2 separate regions of the Sus scrofa genome follow, and region 1 is linked to region 2. The links are chromatin contacts, called in public Hi-C maps. All regions are on one chromosome and are shown on one strand. The core of a region is the stretch at or near the end of the contact, and the rest is flanking DNA. Distances in the headings are between cores, read along the strand shown. Region 1 holds the start of NHLRC1 (NHL repeat containing E3 ubiquitin protein ligase 1). Region 2 overlaps KIF13A (kinesin-like protein KIF13A).

What was found. Hi-C and Micro-C count contacts between places; a contact is called where the count stands out from the background.
Region 1: a Hi-C map of liver shows a contact between it and region 2, with 2.5 times the contacts expected there. The contact joins the promoter of NHLRC1 here to the enhancer-like site in region 2. A contact is called at or near these places in 7 of 47 Hi-C or Micro-C datasets (embryonic fibroblasts, heart right ventricle, liver and 2 more) and 1 of 2 datasets of contacts at active chromatin or transcription factors (skeletal muscle).

The regions. Positions count from the first base shown.
Region 1 is chr7:13,816,258-13,819,308 of Sscrofa11.1, forward strand. It overlaps NHLRC1 (NHL repeat containing E3 ubiquitin protein ligase 1), which reads right to left and starts at 1,387. Exons shown (of 2, transcript NM_001258302.1): 1 at 1,042-1,387; 2 at 1-1,039. The coding sequence starts at 1,334. The coding sequence ends at 148.
Region 2 is chr7:13,670,245-13,673,335 of Sscrofa11.1, forward strand. All of the region lies in intron 2 of KIF13A (kinesin-like protein KIF13A), which reads right to left. Among named protein-coding and RNA genes, the nearest start is that of KIF13A, 45 kb to the right of the region's middle. Within about 2 kb of position 1,272, at least 5 of the 83 cell types and tissues checked have an H3K27ac peak or open chromatin away from gene starts, as enhancers often do. A contact at or near this core is called in liver, where this site is marked.

The sequences.
Region 1 (3,051 bases), core at 137-2,636, 150 kb after region 2:
TTAATAATTGCCTTAACCTCTGTAAGGCTACCAGAAATTGTAATTATCTCTGTTGGACAGATTAAGTAACTTATCCAGGGTTAAGCAACCAAAAGTTGTAGCTCTAGGGCTTCTGATGCCAGGCCCTGGGGCCCCCACCACTCCCCATCACCCCCAGTCAACCTTATAGATTTTTATAGAATGCGCTGCACTGTCCAGCACAAGAAGAGAATTTTCCTTGGTGAAGGTCAGTGCCACAGGATGGGAAAGGCCCTGGGTGATGATGGGCTTCAGGACTGGAAACTCCTCGGGTTTTCCTAAGCATAGGACAGCCTGACTAGAAGTATCAGCAACAATCACATTTCCCTGGTGATCAAAGGTCACAGCCGAGGCAGTTATTTCGGAGGAGAAAAAGAGGCTCAGCCCAAAGGCATCCACTTGGCCGATGAGCTGCATACTTGCACTGAACACCTTCACCGTGGTGCTGCAGGTTCCGGTTCCCCGAGCCCGGGGGTGCTCTAGGACCGCGATGGCCCCCGTGAGCCAGGACACGGCCACCCCCCTGGGTTGGTGCAGGTGAGCTTGCAACCGTTCAGTTTTCCGAAGGACTCCTTCCGGAAAGTCGATTTCCAGGAGGTGCAGGGCCCCTGCCTCTGCGTCAGTTACCAAGACCCCATTCTGAGGGGTGGTCTCCACACCCCAAGGCAAGGAGAACTGGCCTCCAATAACAAGCTTGATCTGGCCAAAAAAGTCAAACACTTTGATGGAGCGGTCGCCGGCGTCGGTGATAACCACATGGCAGTCGTTGGTGACAGTGACGTCAAGTGGGTACCTAATGTCCTGAGCAGCGTCCCCCTTCTCTCCAAATTGATGGACACATCCTCCCGCGGAGTCAAAGATCTTGACCCGCCTCTTGCCGTCGTGCACCACCACGACCCGTCCTGTCTTGGGACACAGCGCCAGTCCTGTGGGGTTGACCAAGGTCCCCCAGCCGCCGAAGGCGTAGTGGCAGGTGAGGGTCCCTGGGGAGGAGGGGGCGCCGCGGGAGGCCGCGGGCGCCGGCGAAGCGCGGAGCCCAGGAGCTCCAGGAGGTGCAGCACGGGCAGGCAGTCGCTGGTGTCGCAGCCCCGGCAGGCTCGCCGGCAGAAGGGGCACTCGAGGGCCAGCGTCCGCGGATGCGCCAGAGCAGCCACGCAGGCCAGGCAGACCACGTGGCCGCAGGGCAGGTTGCGCGGGCGCCGCTGCTGGCGGTGGCCAAACCGCTCAAAGCACACTTTGCACTCGAGCAGGCTGATCTCTGCCTCGCGCATCAGCTCCCGCAGAGCCAACCCGCTCCCGGAGGCCTCGGCACCCATTTGCCGTGCCCCGGGCGCCGCGCCGCCCAGCCGGCCAGCAGACGGAGCCGCACGCTGCCCCCGCGCCGCCCTGGGTCACGGTCACGGGTCACGGGGCGGAGCGCTGGACCTGACGTCCGCGGCGGCAGGCAGCTCGGCCGAGACCTGCTGCCCCCTGGTGGGCGCGCGCCGAACTGTATCCTGAAGGCCTGACGGTGGGTACTTATAGCCTGCATCCACAGCGTGTAGTCAAACCTGTAATTTTCAACAGCCATGGACGGATTCTCTTCACTTTACACTTGAGGGAACACACCTATTGAGGACAAGCGGGTTGCTCTTTATCATCCAGATTTTTCTAGTAAAAACTAGATTTTACCCTAGTTTCCCCCCTGCAGTTTCCCATTGGCGATGCTGTGTGCTGGGGCTGCCCAGGCAAGAAACCTGGTCTCAGGGTTCACGATGCTTATCCGACTGGGAATACACAGACGCACAAGGGAACTTAAAACTCAAGGGGATGAGGCAGGGACACATACTTCTTTGAGGTCTTCTATTACTCTTCTAGTAAAGTAGATGCTTAACGCACACTTGTAAAATGAATTTATGTACTAAGGAAGGAATATTATAAGACAATACCTGAAATCTACTAGGTGAATTTGTGTCTGAGGCTGGAACCAGGTTGGGCATATCCTCTAGAAAAATTGATATAAAATAAGAAAGCTGTTAATCATAATTACTATCAAATTTATTCCATGCCTTGCCCTCTTTTAAGTGGTTTCCACAGGTTATGACAATCCTACAAGGTATTTTCATCACCCCTTTTCTACCGTAGTTTGTAGAGGTTGAGTTTCTTGCCCAGGGTCACATGGCTAGAAAGTGGCCAGGCTAGGATTTGAAGCCAGACAGTTTACCTCGAATAGCCCAAGCACTATTGAAAAGAAAGAAAAAGGAACTGGGGGAATCAGGCTCGCTGACCTCAGACTCTACTACAAAGCTACAGTCCTCAAAACAGTATGGTACTGACACAAAACCAGAAATATAGATCAAAGGAACACGGCAGAAGGCCCAGAAATAAACCCAAGAAGCTCTGGTCAACTAATCTATGACAAAGGAGGCAAGAACATACACTGGAGGAAAGATAGTCTCTTCAATAAACCACGCTGGGAAAACTGGACAACCACATGTAAGAGAATGAAATTAGAACACTTTCTTTTCTTTTTTTTTTTGTCTTGTTTTTTTTTAGCTATTTCTTGGGCCGCTCCCACGGCATATGGAGGCTAGGGGTCAAATTGGAGCTGTAGCCACCGGCCTACGCCAGAGCCACAGCAACTCGGGATCCGAGCCGCGTCTGCGACCTACACCATAGCTCATGGCAACGCCGGATCGTTAACCCACTGAGCAAGGGCAGGGACCGAACCCGCAACCTCATGGTTCCTAGTCGGATTCGTTAACCACTGTGCCACGACAGGAACTCCTAGAACACTTTCTAACACCACATACACAAAAAATAAGCTCAAAATGGATTGAAGCCAGACCATTTAACTGCAGAGTCCACACTCTTAACTATTCCAGTCATTTTCAAACTTGGTTGCACATGGTAAACACCTAGATCTCATTCCCCTCAAACTAATTTGTCCAGGGCATGGTATGGGTAGCTGGGGTTTTCAAAAGCTCCCTAGGGCGGTACCATGTGTAGCCAGGTTTGAAAACCCCTGTGATATCGCAGCCCCTCAAATGACAT
Region 2 (3,091 bases), core at 22-2,521:
TCAATCCCTGGCCTCGCTCAGTGGGTTAAGGATTCGGCATTGCTGTGAGCTGTGGTATAGGTTGCAGATACTGCTCAGACCCCAAGTTGCTGTGGCTGTGGTGTAGGCTGGCAGCTACAGCTCCAATTCAACCCCTAGCTTGGGAACCTCCATATGCCGCAGGTGTGGCCCTAAAAAGACAAAAGACAAAAAAAGAAAAGAAAAGAAAAGGTGACTTACACCATACTGATTAGTACAGATGAGGCTTTTAAAAAGATAAATTACTTGTTTCCAAAACGATTCTTGAATAAGGATAAAATCTGATGGTTTACTTGGCTTTAAAGAGATCTGAAAACCACAATAATTCCTACTCCTTAAATCTCATCTCCTTTCATCTTAGTGCACTGAAGCACAGAGGTTGTTTTTAAATGAAAACATAAATTTCCTCCATCCAATGAGAATAACACAGAAGACCCTACACGAACCATTCAAGTGAACACAAATAACTAATAGTGACTTCTTATCACTTACATAAAAGTAAGTGTTGAACTGACACTACCAGTTCATCAGCCATTAGAGGCGAGAGGGTTAGGGAAAAAACTCAGTTTCCCCTTTACTCTTGCAGTCACAGCACTTCTGACACCTAATATGTAGGTTTCCCCACCAAACATTTTTTTTTCTTTTTTTCAGCCACACCCACAGCATGTGGAAGTTCCCAGGCTAGGGGATGAATTGGAGCTGCAGCTGCCAGCATACACCACAGCCACAGCAACGCCAGATCTGAGCCTCATCTTCAACCTATGCTGAAGCTTGCAGCAACGCCAGATCCTTAACCCACAGAGCGAGGCCAGGGATGGAACCCGCATCCTCACAGAGACAATGTCGAGTCCTTAATCTGCTGAGCTACAAAGGGAACTCCTCCTCACCATGCAGTTCTGACACCGTTTGCCTGGACTGAGCATCAGACCCTGCAGTTAAGGGCTCAGTCCCCAAGACTGCCCTGCCCCACCTCAGATACCAGCTACAAGTCCAAGTTATCACCTGTGCTTCTGAACAACCAACTCTAAACCAGAGGTTCCCACCCTCTTCCAGGAGTTCAGTCATTTACTAGAATAGCTTACAGAACTCAGGGAAACACTTAATCATGTGAACTGCTTTTTTTTTTTTTAAATGTAATAAAGGGTATGATAAGCCATATAGATGAACAGGTGCCAGATGGAGAGGTACACAGGGGCAAGTCCACAAAGGTCTTGAGCGTGGCAGCTTCTGTCCCCGTGGAGTTTGGTTGCACCACCCTCCCGGCACACAGACCTTTGTTCACCAACCTGGAAGCCCTCTGAACCCGGGGCTTTTGTTTTTGTATGGAGGCATGATCAATTATTAACTTCATTTCCAATCACCTTTCAGAAGAAGCGGGGAAGGAGCTGAAGATTCCGGGTTTCTAATCATGGTTTAGTCTTTCTGGTGACCAGTCTCCAGCCAGGAGCCCAGAATGAGTCCTCGCATTAGAACAAGAGATGTTCCCATCTCCCAGAAAGTTTCAAGGGATTTAGGAGCTCTGCCTCAGGAACCTGGGCAAAGGCCAATATACATACATCTCTCTTCTTATTTTACATTGCCCTAAACTTTCAGTAAGGTGATGAGGTACCTCCCCACACCCCACTCACCCCCCCCCAACAACATGAGCCTACTTGAGAGGCTTAAACGAATGCACTGTTCTATGCGTCACAGTCCCAAGCAATGTTGTAGGAAGAAAGAGGAGATTAAAAAAAAAGTTGAAGGTACTAAGTGCCAGACCTCGTATTCTACGTATATTGTTTCATTTGAGCCCAGTAATCCCATAATGTCACTGCTATTATCCTAGTTCTTAGATGAGGCTCATGAAAGTTAACATCCTGAAAGTCAGCAAGGCAACAAGCTCAACTGTATTCACGGGTGAAATTAATGAGCAATACTAACATATTTTGTTGTTGTTGTTTTCTTTTTTGGCCGCCCCATAGAGTTCCCAGGTCAGGGATCAGATCTGAGCTACAACTGCGATCTACTACACCGCAATTGCGGCAACACCAGATCCTATAACCCACTGCAGCCAGTGGAGGTCAAACATGTGTCCCAGTGCTGCAGAGATGCCGCCAATCCTGCTGCACCACGGCAGGAACTCGTGTTTTTAAAAACATCATTCATTTTGACATACGTGGTAGGATTTCTAGGGAGCAGATTTACGTGTGCTACATTTAAATGTGTTTTCAATCCCTCAGGAGGGGAAAAACGGACAGTGACAACCTGCAAGTTTGTTAGGGGAAAAATAAAGGGAGCCAGATTCCACATTGGTCACCAACAATCTAAAGTCAAGACCAGCCATTAGAAAGAAGTCTCTAGTAGTCCCAAGAGTTGCTATTGCCAGCTGGTCCTAAATCCTGGTGAAAGCACACTCTCAGCCTGGATCATTCCCAAGGTAGCAGTGATTTCTAACCACTTTACTCCTTCATCCTTGTAGATGTTTCTTCCTGTATCTGCTGAGTGTAGTTTGCAAGAGCTGATTCCATAGCTCTGAAGACAGAGCACGTCTATTTGGGTTGTTTGGGATACGTGTCCAAAGGTCTCTTGATACAGTTATGGGACACAAAGGTGGCTTTTAAGTGGAGAACTGGGGCCATCTATTTAGCCTTTTGATAAGTGAAGTGAGAGAATTCTAGAAAAGGATTCAGCACCTCAAGCATCAATGTTCATTTGACTACTTTTTTTTTCTTTTTAGGGCCACACCCGCAGCATATGGAAGTTCCCATGCTAGGGTCAAATCCTAGCTGTAGCTGCCAGCCTACACCAGAGCCATAGCAATGCGGGATCCAAGCCACATCTGTGACAACGTCCCTGAGCAAGGCCAGGGATTGAACCCACATGCTCATGGATACTAGTCAGGTTCTAGGAGGGAACTCCTCATTTGACTATTAGTTGTACAAGTAAGAATGCACAAGAAGCTGTCCTGCTTTTAAACAAATGGCAATCCAGTTAGGAAGTAGGGTGCCTGACACACAGTAGGTGCTCAACAAAGACTGCTGAAGGAAGGAAAAGTAATAAAACAAGCATACCAAAAAGGGTAAAATAACATAAA